Regions from separate parts of the Mus musculus genome. Here all the other regions are linked to region 3. Evidence: chromatin contacts called from public HiChIP or PLAC-seq and Micro-C data. All regions are on one chromosome and are shown on one strand. The core of a region is the stretch at or near the end of the contact, and the rest is flanking DNA. Distances in the headings are between cores, read along the strand shown.

The links. Hi-C and Micro-C count contacts between places; a contact is called where the count stands out from the background. HiChIP or PLAC-seq counts read pairs in DNA pulled down with a chosen protein or histone mark.
Region 1: a contact with region 3 is called in an H3K27ac HiChIP or PLAC-seq map of microglia, with 5 times the contacts expected there. The contact joins the promoter of Msn here to the promoter of Zc3h12b in region 3. A contact is called at or near these places in 1 of 39 promoter capture datasets (pre-B cells) and 2 of 115 datasets of contacts at active chromatin or transcription factors (the SCID.adh cell line and microglia).
Region 2: a Micro-C map of embryonic stem cells shows a contact between it and region 3, with 7 times the contacts expected there. The contact joins the promoter of Amer1 here to the promoter of Zc3h12b in region 3. A contact is called at or near these places in 2 of 39 promoter capture datasets (cranial neural crest and pre-B cells), 10 of 484 Hi-C or Micro-C datasets (CD4 T cells, LSK cells, the N1E-115 cell line and 4 more) and 4 of 115 datasets of contacts at active chromatin or transcription factors (astrocytes, cardiomyocytes, embryonic limb bud and 1 more).

What each region holds. Positions count from the first base shown.
Region 1 is chrX:96,094,749-96,098,155 of GRCm38.p6, reverse strand. It overlaps Msn (moesin), which reads right to left and starts at 2,111. Exons shown (of 13, transcript NM_010833.2): 1 at 1,913-2,111. The coding sequence starts at 1,924.
Region 2 is chrX:95,443,579-95,447,528 of GRCm38.p6, reverse strand. It overlaps Amer1 (APC membrane recruitment 1), which reads left to right and starts at 2,689. Exons shown (of 2, transcript NM_175179.4): 1 at 2,689-2,871.
Region 3 is chrX:95,709,814-95,713,337 of GRCm38.p6, reverse strand. Zc3h12b (zinc finger CCCH-type containing 12B) reads right to left here and starts at 1,660. Exons shown (of 9, transcript NM_001034907.3): 1 at 1,192-1,660.

The DNA of each region.
Region 1 (3,407 bases), core at 862-3,361, 380 kb before region 3:
TAGAACAAATTAGCTTTAACAGCGAAACTGACTTTCTCTAACACAAACGAAGAAATCTGATTTTACACTACTATTTCGTATCTTTCATAATTTAGAAATGGTTGAGTACACGGTACAGAAGGAGTGGAAGCCGGGTTTAGTGGTGGCTACAATCCCTGCACTTGAGAAGAACTACTTCCAAAAGAGTTTTTAAGTATATCTCAGGCTACAATGTGAGTTCAAACCAGCCTTGGCTAGAATCAAACCCTCTATCAAAACAAATGAACAAGCCAGGCATGATGGCTCAAGCCTGTAATCTCAGCACTGTGGAGGCTGAAGCAGGAAGACTGGCAAAAAAAAAAAAAAAAAAAATCTGAAAGCCACCTACATTACATCGGGAGTCCCATGCCAGCCTAGGTTATAGGGTAAGATCCTGCCCAAGTAAAAAGCCCCGAAATGGAATACATGTGATAAGAAAACAGAAGGGAAGACAACTGAGGGGAGGAAGGAAACCTGCCTGCCGAACGGAAGTCTTGGGGTGAAGGAGGCGACAGGAGGGCAGTGGAGGAGGGGAGCAAATTGTAATTTCACATATGTATATACTTTCACAAAGTATACTTTTATATAAGACCAGGAGACTCTCTCAAAAAATAAAAAATAAAAAAAAGAAAAGAACCCCCCCAAAAAAAAACCCCACCTTGGTATTTCTTAAGAACAGAGTTCTGAGAAGGCAAGGACGATTAGGCAGTGTAGCTAGAATACAGTAAGGGTAGCAAGGAAACTTCAATATAGACACAAAGACCTCCTGTATCTATTCACTCTCCTCTCTTCCGAGGCACCCTCATCCCTTCTCCAGCATCCTAGTCACTGTCTCAGTTCTACCAGGCTCAGGCAGTACTAGAGAGATGGGTAGGCTAGCAATATACAACATGGGAGCCCAGCAAGCCCCATTACCTAAGAAACATAATTCACGGTGGTCATAGGGCCTTCATGAGCAAGGACCTGGCGTGACTTGCACAAAAGCAAGCAGAGCTCATTAGTCAAGCACATACCCCTCCCCCACCCCTCCCTACTGGGCATCCGGCCCCCCTAGGCCTCACTCCCTGGAGGCTTCTGCGAGCAACAGCCAGTGGGGTGGAGACCAGATCTCAAATCAACCACCACACTAGATAGGTGTGGCCCCCACAGGAGAAAACCTATACCTCACAAAACGGTCCTGAGGGGATAGAGAGGCACTATGTCTGACAGGGATTTAATAGAGGAAGAGAAACCTGCCCTGTCTTCCAGTGGGTTGTGTGGGCCCCTCCACAGACTTGTGCCTAATGAAGTGTTTGTACCCCTGGGTAAAGTAACCCAGTTGATGAGACCCTTCACAAATCTTCATTTCCCTGGGGAAAGCAGTTGGGGCTAAGACGCGGTGGAAGGGGACAGAGCAGAAGTGGGGTAGAAGAGGGGCGGTTATGGGAAAGGTGGATGGGTGTGCGGGATCCGCCCTGGGCAACTTCCTCTCTCCTCCCCGCTTCTCTGTAAGCTTGGGGGCTCTTCTGAGACAGTGATAGCTTTGCTACAGAAAGGCGCCAATTCCTGGGCCGGGGAAATGTTCTCAAAAGTAAAGTCGTTTCCCCAGTTCCCAACGACCCTTTAGAATAGGGGATTGATCCAGTCCCTCAAAGAGTTTCCACTGTCTCATCCCAGAGGCGGGGAACTGGAACCCGAGAAAGGCTGGCTCCTCCTTATCCACACTTCTAGTTTGTACACCCTGTCACCCTCTAGAGCGCTCAAATTAGGGCTCCACTATCTTCTCCTTCCTAGGGCCTTAGTGGACAGCCCAGCATCCCCGGCAGGCCTGTGAGCAACCAAGCCCGAAGCCATAAAGTGGCAAGGGTCAAGCTTGGAGCCCCCAGGGCCGACCGCGCTAGTTGTCGGCACTCACCGTCTTCGGCATGGTGGCGGCAAGGGCAGAGGAGTTGGTGAAGTTTGGCTGGAAACTGTCGGGCTGCTCTGAGCGCGCAGTACACTTCGGCAAGGACTCCGGAGAACCGGGTGCTCAGATTGGGTCCCACTCTAGCGTTGGGCGACTGCTCCGCTTCCTGCTAACGGGCCACGACTTTACAAACCCCACCCAGGAAAGAGCCGCCCCCGTTGCGCTGCTCGCTCCTTTATGTGGCCGGGCTTCCGCGCCTCTCCCCGCCCTCCCGCCAGCCTGCCCGCGGCTTCGGGCATCGCCCCGCCCAGCCCGGCCCAGCCCAGAGAGGCTACTCTGGCCACGTGGGGGGCCAGGCTCGGGGCCAAAACTCCCCAAGGACTCCCACTCCCCACTAGTGCCCACTCTGCCCCCTCCCACCTTTCCTCACTGCCCCCCTCCCTCCAAGTTTCGACCATCTGACTCCGCCCCCAGTCTGAGCCAGAGCTTGACTGGGGGGCCACACCCTAGCAGATGCTTTTCAGCCCTGAACCATGAGTTACCAATGTTGGGAACCCGTTGCCTAGTAGAACTGCTGAGTTCCCTCTCTAGGAAGCCTTGTTGGTTAGAAAGTTCCCGCTTGTGGACATTTGAACTCCTCTTTTTCTCTGTGACCTCCAATCATGCCACACCTAAGTTCCCTGGGACCACAACAAATCCTCTGCTGTCCATAGCAGCTCCTGAGAGTTCTGCTACTCCTCAGGAAACTTCTGGGCTAAACTTCAGCTCCTCCTCAACAGTTCACTCCCTTCTAGAGGACTCATTTAACCTGTGACATTTCCTTCGACCTTGTATTTATTTGTTTGTTTGTTTGTTTGTTTGTTTATTATTTATTTATTTCATTTTCTCCAGAACTGGGATCCTTTTCCAATTATCTGTCTTCTATGTTCACTTTCAGTCCTCCAATTCCCACTCTCCTCACATCAGTGTCTTGGTCTTTTCCTTAGTCCTTCCCCAACATTTTGGATTTGTTTTGTCTGTCACCAGAGCTGGCTCTAAACTCATTATTTAGCTTAGGTTTGTCTTGAACTCTCAGTTCTAAGACACTGGCTTAGGTTTGTCTTGAACTCATAATCCTACTACCTCAACTAGATTGCAGATGTCTGACACCGGTTCTATACATTCACTTGCTTTGACACAGCGCACTAACAGCAGCCAGTTGACTTGCATTCCCAGTCCTCCTGTTTCTACCACCTTAGTGCTCAGACAATACCAGGCAGACATTCACTTTTTGATAAGAGTATAAGACTCTCGGGTGATATATGCCCTCCAGTTCTGGCAACTGTGCAGGAGCATGGGTTGTGTGTCTTTCATGAAGTAAATTACCATATACCTCAGTGATGGAGAGTCAAACACAGAATAGTGGAAAGGACACCTCAACACTCACCAGGCTTCAGATCATTGTTTCATCATGAACTCAGCCTGTGTCCTCTGCACTTTCTTGGGTAATTCCCTTCCCCCCTCT
Region 2 (3,950 bases), core at 1,440-3,939, 270 kb after region 3:
CCACCTGTGGGGTCTTCCAACTGGGGGGCTCTTCCCAGGGGCAGAGAAGCTGCTGCTCTGTTGTGCTGACTGCAGTAGATCTCCTGGGAGGCCTTCAGCCGGTTGGGTCTTCAGTGAAGCAGTTAAGGTGTTATCCAACTGGGCTGAGTGCAGCTGATCCTTAACTGCTCTGAGTGCAGTGGATCCTCAACTGCTCTGAGGGCAAAGGGTCCTCAAATGATCAACTGCTCTGAGTGCAGTGGGTCCTCTAGGGTGTATCACGATATAGAGTCTTCACGGGAGCAGACCAACTAGGAGTCTGTCCCAGCAGCAAGGACAAGGCAGAAGAGGTGGAAGGGACAGAAGGAAGGTGAGTGGTATTCGGGAGGGTGGGGGCTTTGGTAGATGATGGGGCCCAAGTCCACCAGGCTCCCAGAAGCAGCTCTGGGACTGGGGGAGGGGGCATTGAGGGGGGTTTCTTACCAACTGCTCTGAGTGCAGTGGTTGCTCTAGGATGGATTGAAATATGGAGTCTTCACAGGAGCAGACTCGCTCAGGGCTTTTTCAAGGCCACAATCTGGTTGTTTTGCACATGTTCTCACATCCAGGATTGTCTTGTCTTTTGTTTCCCTGGACTCCATATTTTCAAACTATCTTTTCCAAATAATAATCTTGGTCTAATTAAAAAAAAAACAAAGCAAGAATCTGTTTGAAATGTGAGCAAGTTTCAAATGACAGAGACACAGGTTAGCAGAGTATGATAGAGTATGAATAGGAAATACGGCATGTCCAGCCTAACAAATGAGAATTGGGGTTTTGCAAAGCTGGAAAGCAGAGATCCAAGGAAATGTTATAGTCCGGCCATTCAAAGCAGGCTGGGGGAATGATTTCTACAGCAAAGCTATACTGAGTTAGCAGCAGGTTGCCATTCAATGTTTACTGAGATCCAGGCCTAGGACTCTGATTCTGATTCATATTGCAAATTTTTGGTGAAGATATCTAGAATCTCATTGAAGGTCATGAAATATTATAGAAAGGATTGAGTTGAACTGATCAAGTTTCTTACCTCTTTGGGAAAATCGAATAATTGGCTCCGATGGGAGACCAGGTTGGCCAAGGTCTCATAGCAAGTCTGAGGCAGAAAGAAGAGTAGATAGATGCCAGCCCTTAACAGCCACAACAATTCCTTAGCTTCACACAGGCAGTGGCAGCAGTCCACGTCTCACTAGTTCAGCTTCTGTGTATTTACAAGGTAGACAAGATCCAACAGGGCAACAGGTGACTATTCATTGGGGGTTGGAGGTGGGGACTGCCATTGTTTTCTAATCCTTCTCTGATCCTCACCCTCAATTCACTTCTCCCTCCCCTTTTAGACATTGAAGGAGTTTTCAAGCTGGGATTTCTGTACATTCCAGAGCTGGTTATACAACCGGATTCTTTGTTGCTCCAGCTCACCTGGCACTGGCAGTTACTAATGCCACTTAATGTCTTTAGGCTAGTTAGAGGCCTAAGCTCAGCTGGCCCGTTGCCACATTCCAGACACAGTAGCCTGTAAGGCTGGTCTGACAGGCCTCCTCAGTGTTCCTCAGTATGACCTCTGGTTAGGGCTCACACAAAACTTCTTTCCCTATCTAGAAAAGGGATCTGCACAGACCAGACTCACAATTGATGAAGTGTGCTCTGGAGATCTTTGTTTGTTTAATTTTGCTTTTGTTTTTGGAGACAGGGTTTCTCTGTATAGCCCTGGCTGTCCTGGAACTCACATTGTAGACCAGACTAGCCTCAGACTCAGAAATCCGCATGCCTCTGCCTCCCGAGTGCTGGGATTAAAGGCATGTGCCACCACTGCCCGCCTGGAGATCTTGAGAATCATTCCATGTTCGTTGGAAGGTATGGAATTTAGGTGAGAGGCCAACTATTGAAATAGTATACTCTAAAAACAGTTATTTTCCTAGGGAAGAAAAGTGAAAGGTACCCTGAAAGGTAAGTATAGGTCTATATTCCAAATATGTCCCAGTTACTGGCAGTCTAAGTAACGGAGGTGAAGTGCCTTTTCCCAGGCAGCACTGATGGTAGTTGACCTCAATCTTGCCTTCCCTAAGAGCCTGGGGCAAGCAAGGAAAGTGCAGGGCTAAGGAGCCAGGTGGTGTGGGGGTGGGAGGACCAAGAGGCAGGTCACTTTCCTGACAGGTGATTTCCTCTCTGGGAAGACCAGCCACCTGGCCCTGCTGCCACTCTTAATAATTAGCCAACCATGGTGCTAAAGGTTTCTGCAGGCCCCACAATCTCTGGCTCCTTCCTTTTCTCCCCCACTTCTCACAGCTAGTCTCGAACTGAGTGGAGAAACTCTTTGGTAGCAACCTGGGAGCAGTAGCGCAAAAGCACCAAGTTAAGGAATGAGGAATGTATGCAAAATCGAAACCGAGTTCCAAGAGTCTGGCAAGTCCCATTTGGGCGGGACTAGCTCCGGGAGTAGGGTGTGTAGCCACGCTGAAACCCGCCCCGCGTGGGAGCGGAAGTAGGGAGTCCCTGCAAGGGGTTCGACAACCTCTCCGCCCCCCTGCCAATACCACGCCCGATTTATTTGCATTTAAAGAGAGAAGCACCAAGGAAAACAGTGGGCGGGCGAGGGCATGCCTTCCAGCCGTCATGATTGGACTGTATGCCTGCCAATCATATCACGGACGTCCCACCCTATAACTGTGGAGTCCGGGGTGAAGGGGGTATGGGGGAGCTGCCCAGAGCCTGGAGAAGGGTAGTCGGCGCAGAAGACTGCTGTAGTCCCGGTGAAGGCTGCGGCAGGAGCAGTGGTGGCGTTCTCAGCAGAGGCTCCAGCTCAAATCGGAGCAGCGCAGCAGACAATAAACAGCGCTGGGAGCTGGACCTGGCAGGGTAAGCATTGCACACAGCTAAGAGCCATCCTGCTGAAGGTCTAGTGCATCCCCGCGTGCTCCGCTCTGGTCTCCTGGACTAGGGTTTCCAGAGCCTGGCTGATCGGAGTCCCAGCCTCTTGCTGGTCTTTCTTTGAACTCGCTTTGCGTACTGTCCAGCGAAGGGCCCAGCGGCCGTTAGTCTTTAGGGTCCGGGCGACCGTGGCTGGGGGGTGGGGTGGGAGGGCCGGAAGGCGGGCGGACTATCCTGGGCTACGCCTCTAGGTTGTAATGGGAGGCTGGGATGGGCCCACACGTGCTGTTGCGTGGTTCCGGGAAGGGCGCCGCTAGCCAGCACCCGGAGAACGCATTTGCAGGCCGGGAACTCCTTATCTTTGTTTGTAGTATATTTTCTGGAACAGCTGTTAGGCCGGTGCTGCTCACCCGCGAGGCCTTGCTGTGGCCCCTCCCCTCTGCGGTGCATCTCCTATGTCTCTCCTCTGCAGAGGAAGCTGGCGCGCTCGCTTATGGCCAGACTGAGACTGGCTTTAGGGTGGATTAAGATATCCACAGTCTGTTCCTCCTCAAGGGAGCACAGTTGGGTTTCTGAACTTCCCACTTATCCTGGAACCTTGGTCCTATGGTCCCAACCAGCCGCACCCCCTCCTGGGCCTCCAGTCTGTCGTTTGGCTCCCACCCCCATTGCAGGCGGGCTGGACCAGGAGCTCTTACTGGCCCTTGGGTTAGAGCTGCAAGGCCGCTTTGTTGCCGCCCCCACCCCCTACGCGCCTCTTTTCCCTTGTAGGGCATAGGGCGCGTTTTTTTTTCTTTTTCTCTCCAGCCTTTGGTTTAAAATAGCAATAGGCACAATATTGTGGGGGGATTTCCCTGCTAGAGGCGGAGGGGGCCGTCGTTGTAGTAAAGAACACACAGTATATATAAGGCAGACAAATCCTACAACTTCTCAGTTACTTAAAATACCCAGCCTGCCAGACTGCTGTCATTGTCTGCTGCAGACACCTCTGACACTGGTGACCGCCCAAAGGCGTGATTTCTCCTGAGCTCCCCTTTGAGGGGCTAAGCTTGCCAGATGAGCCATGG
Region 3 (3,524 bases), core at 411-2,910:
CTCTAGCTTAAAAGAGGTAACCGAAAACTAAATTTAGCTTTTCCACCAATGTGCTTCTTTTTCTCCACTTCTTTTTAGATAAGAGACCTGAAATGGCTTAAAACTGTCAGGATGGAAGAGAGTGAAATAAAAGAACCCATCTTTTGTTGTCAGCCCACAGGAGTACCTTGCAATTAAAATTATACATCAATTCAAATTGAGTTCACGTTTGAAAAGGGTCAACTGGGAACTGTAAATTTTCACATCTGCTTTTAAAGTAACAGTCTCACACCTCAAAATAATTGTGAAAAACGCCTTGCAACTTTAGAACCTTATCTAATCATGGTATCCAAAGTCTCACTTTGGGTGTCTTGGGCCAAATGTTTTTGAGAGAAGTTGACTATTTTCAACTATACCTTATACTCTAATTTAAGAAGAACAAATAAGTCACAACTATCTTTATTTTTATTAAGAGTATCTAAGTTTCACCAACACATTTTTAAATGAAGACGTGAGTCATTTTTGATGAAGAATACTTTGTAAAATGTTTCCCCTATTGTCAATATTTTACTTTGTCCACTTCTCAAGTTTGGTGGTACTTTGGTTGTCAAATAGGACATGTCACTAGTTTTGTCTTATTATCACTATTATTTAACATAACTAATATCTGCCTAGCTTTACATGCTAAGAATCAGGGGCTAGGCATATGGCTTGCCTACTGCACATGAGTATAAACAATACTGCAAAGTAAGGTACCACTCAAGCTATCTGGTCAATTCTTTCGTCATGAAGCATCAGCAATGCGGAGGATGGGCTCTTGACAAGCCTCAGGTCAGGTCAGGCTGTCTCCCGTGATCAAGAGTCAGAGCCACAGTTAGAACAAGGAGTAAAATGTGAACAGGGCACTAGAAGAATCTGTTTCCAGACCAGAGACTAAGAAGGTGCACGACTGTACTTAGAATCATCAGCATCTAAGAAGCAACCCCAGGCCTTAATCACTGACACTATGTTTCTGGAAGCCAGGATTGAGATCACAAAGTGACGGCTTTCAAAAGGAAAACTAACTGGAAGAAATTACCCGCGAGCAGATGCAGGAAGGGTGTCAGAAGCTTCTGAATGAGAGTGCAGAGCTTCATTGGCCTGCTGGGGCCCCAGAGACCCTAAGACCAGAAAACAGCTTGAGCACCAGGAGACTGCGGTGCCACTACTCACCCCTACTCTCCTAAGGTCTTGTTGTCGCCTCGCACCATGCAGCCCCTGCGGAGGGGAAAACTTTCCCCCTCCCCCGCCGCTGAGGGTGGGATCCGCGGAAGAGAGGAGGCGGCGTCGCAGCTGTTCAAGCAGGGCCAGATAAGCGCCGGGTGCAAGAGAACCAGCCTGGCGCTTGTGCCCCTGGCGGCCACCAACTTCACCACCATCGACTTGGAGGGCCAGGAGGAAGCAAAGGCGGCAGGCCTTCGCCCAGCAGACCGAACTCTCCCGGAATACTAGGCCTGCGCTTCTGGCAGGACCGTCTGCCCCGGTCCTCTCAGCAACAGGACCCCCCAGGCTTAATTCCAATTGCTTTGGCCCCGCGACCACAGAACAGTGGCTGCTCCCTCTTGGGGCCGCGGTCGCAGCTGCATCCTCGTGCTCCTCTTCCTCTGGCGCTGCTGCCTACACACACAGCCCCGGCGCAGTTACCACCGCGGCGCCTGGATCGCCGTTTCTTAGCAACCGCGCGCATGCGCCCCACCCCCGCCAGGGACCACTGGAGCCGCGGTCTGATCTCGGACGAGTTTGGTTTGCGACCTAGAAAAAGTGAACAAAACCCCACTTCCTAGGCAGGCCCTAACGTCAGGGTAAAAGAATCGTGAGGAGAGGTCCAAGATGTTCTGAAATGGAGAGGCCTGGAGACTTAGGATGAGATCCTTGGATAGGCATGTGAACTATGGATGGTTTTCCTGCAGGCTTTTCTTGTACTTTACCAGAGTGATCTTTATAAAACTCCCAACTCTCACTTGCCTCTGGTCAGGAGAATGGAATTGCTGCCAAATTTGTATTTCTGTTCTTTTTCTAACCTCTCTAAATCTGTTTCTTCAACTGTAAATGAGAAACACAGTACTCTGAATACTTATAAGGATGAAGAGAAAAAGTACGTGAAGCACTTAACATACATAACCTACTGTGACACAGAGTAAGCATTCAATAAAAAAGGAGCTATTTGCAATGGCTCATCACTCTGTACAATACAAGACAAAGTGCCTGCTCTCTAGTTGAACATTCTAGCTTAATAAAGTCCTCCGAGAGTAGTCTGGTTTCATTCTAATTCCAGACCTTAGTCACCCAACTGTAGATAGGTTTTACACATTCTCAGATTGAAGTGTATAAAATGCCTACATACATTTTCTATTTTCATCTGGAAAAGAAATCTGTGTGAGCCCAGGAACTAATGAACATCCAGTGATCTTTCCAAAACTACTCATTAATGTTAAAAGACTAGTACTAAAAACTGACATTTAAACAATGGTTATACATAAAACATTTTGTGTCATTTTCTGCTGGCTATTGATCTTCTGAAAATCAGCCTTAACTTTTCTGTAATGTGTAATTATAAGACAAAAACATGTAATTAATTCTGAACATAATACAATGTATAAATAGTATGTGCATATTTACAGAATATACCCTACTGAATGATAATCTAATGAAATATACATTTTAGATACTATTTAAAAGCCTATGCCATGTAAAACCTTTGCAAAGCCCTAAAAATGTTAATAAGATATAATTTTCAAATGGACTATAAATTTAAAATGAAACTTTATGGCAACCAGAGAGCCAGTAAATATTTTAAAAACTGTATTTTCAGTGGTGTCTAAACACTAAATTGCCTTCCTTTGGTCACATGCTCTAGCTGCATCTATTGTATTGATAAAGAAGTAAGTCCTATCAACAAACAGAAGTGTCTATACACATTTGTAAAGAAAGAAGACTTTCTTATTGAATAAACACAAAAAAGTACATGCAGATGGTTGGCCTTCAAGTCACTGCAAATTTAAGATGAAATTTAAGATGGGATTTGAGGTAGATGTTTGCTTAACTAATTGACTTATTCTAAAAGAATAGTAAAACATCTCCAGAGTCACACCACACATACTCCTGATGGTTGCAGCTTAATATGAGGTTCTAAAGTAACTTTGAAGATACACATTTACAAGAGTAAATATGCCAGAGATGGGGAATTTGTAATACCTGCAGTCATTTATCAATAATTTCAATGTTAGAGAAAATATAAAGGGTCATTATGTCCATTAATGAGGTACTCTACAAAGCTAAGCAGTAATAGTCATCTTTCTTTTTTATTCACCTTTACAATTGCAAATCAATGACCCTTCTTCATATACAAACCCTGTGTTGACACAGTAGATGTACAAAGTGACTAAGAAGAAATTCCTCATAAACATATACATTTATGCTAGAGGTAACACTGCTCTACATGTTAACAGATGAATAGAAGATTGTCAAAAGACATAATTCCATGCAAACTAAAAGGTATGTGAAAG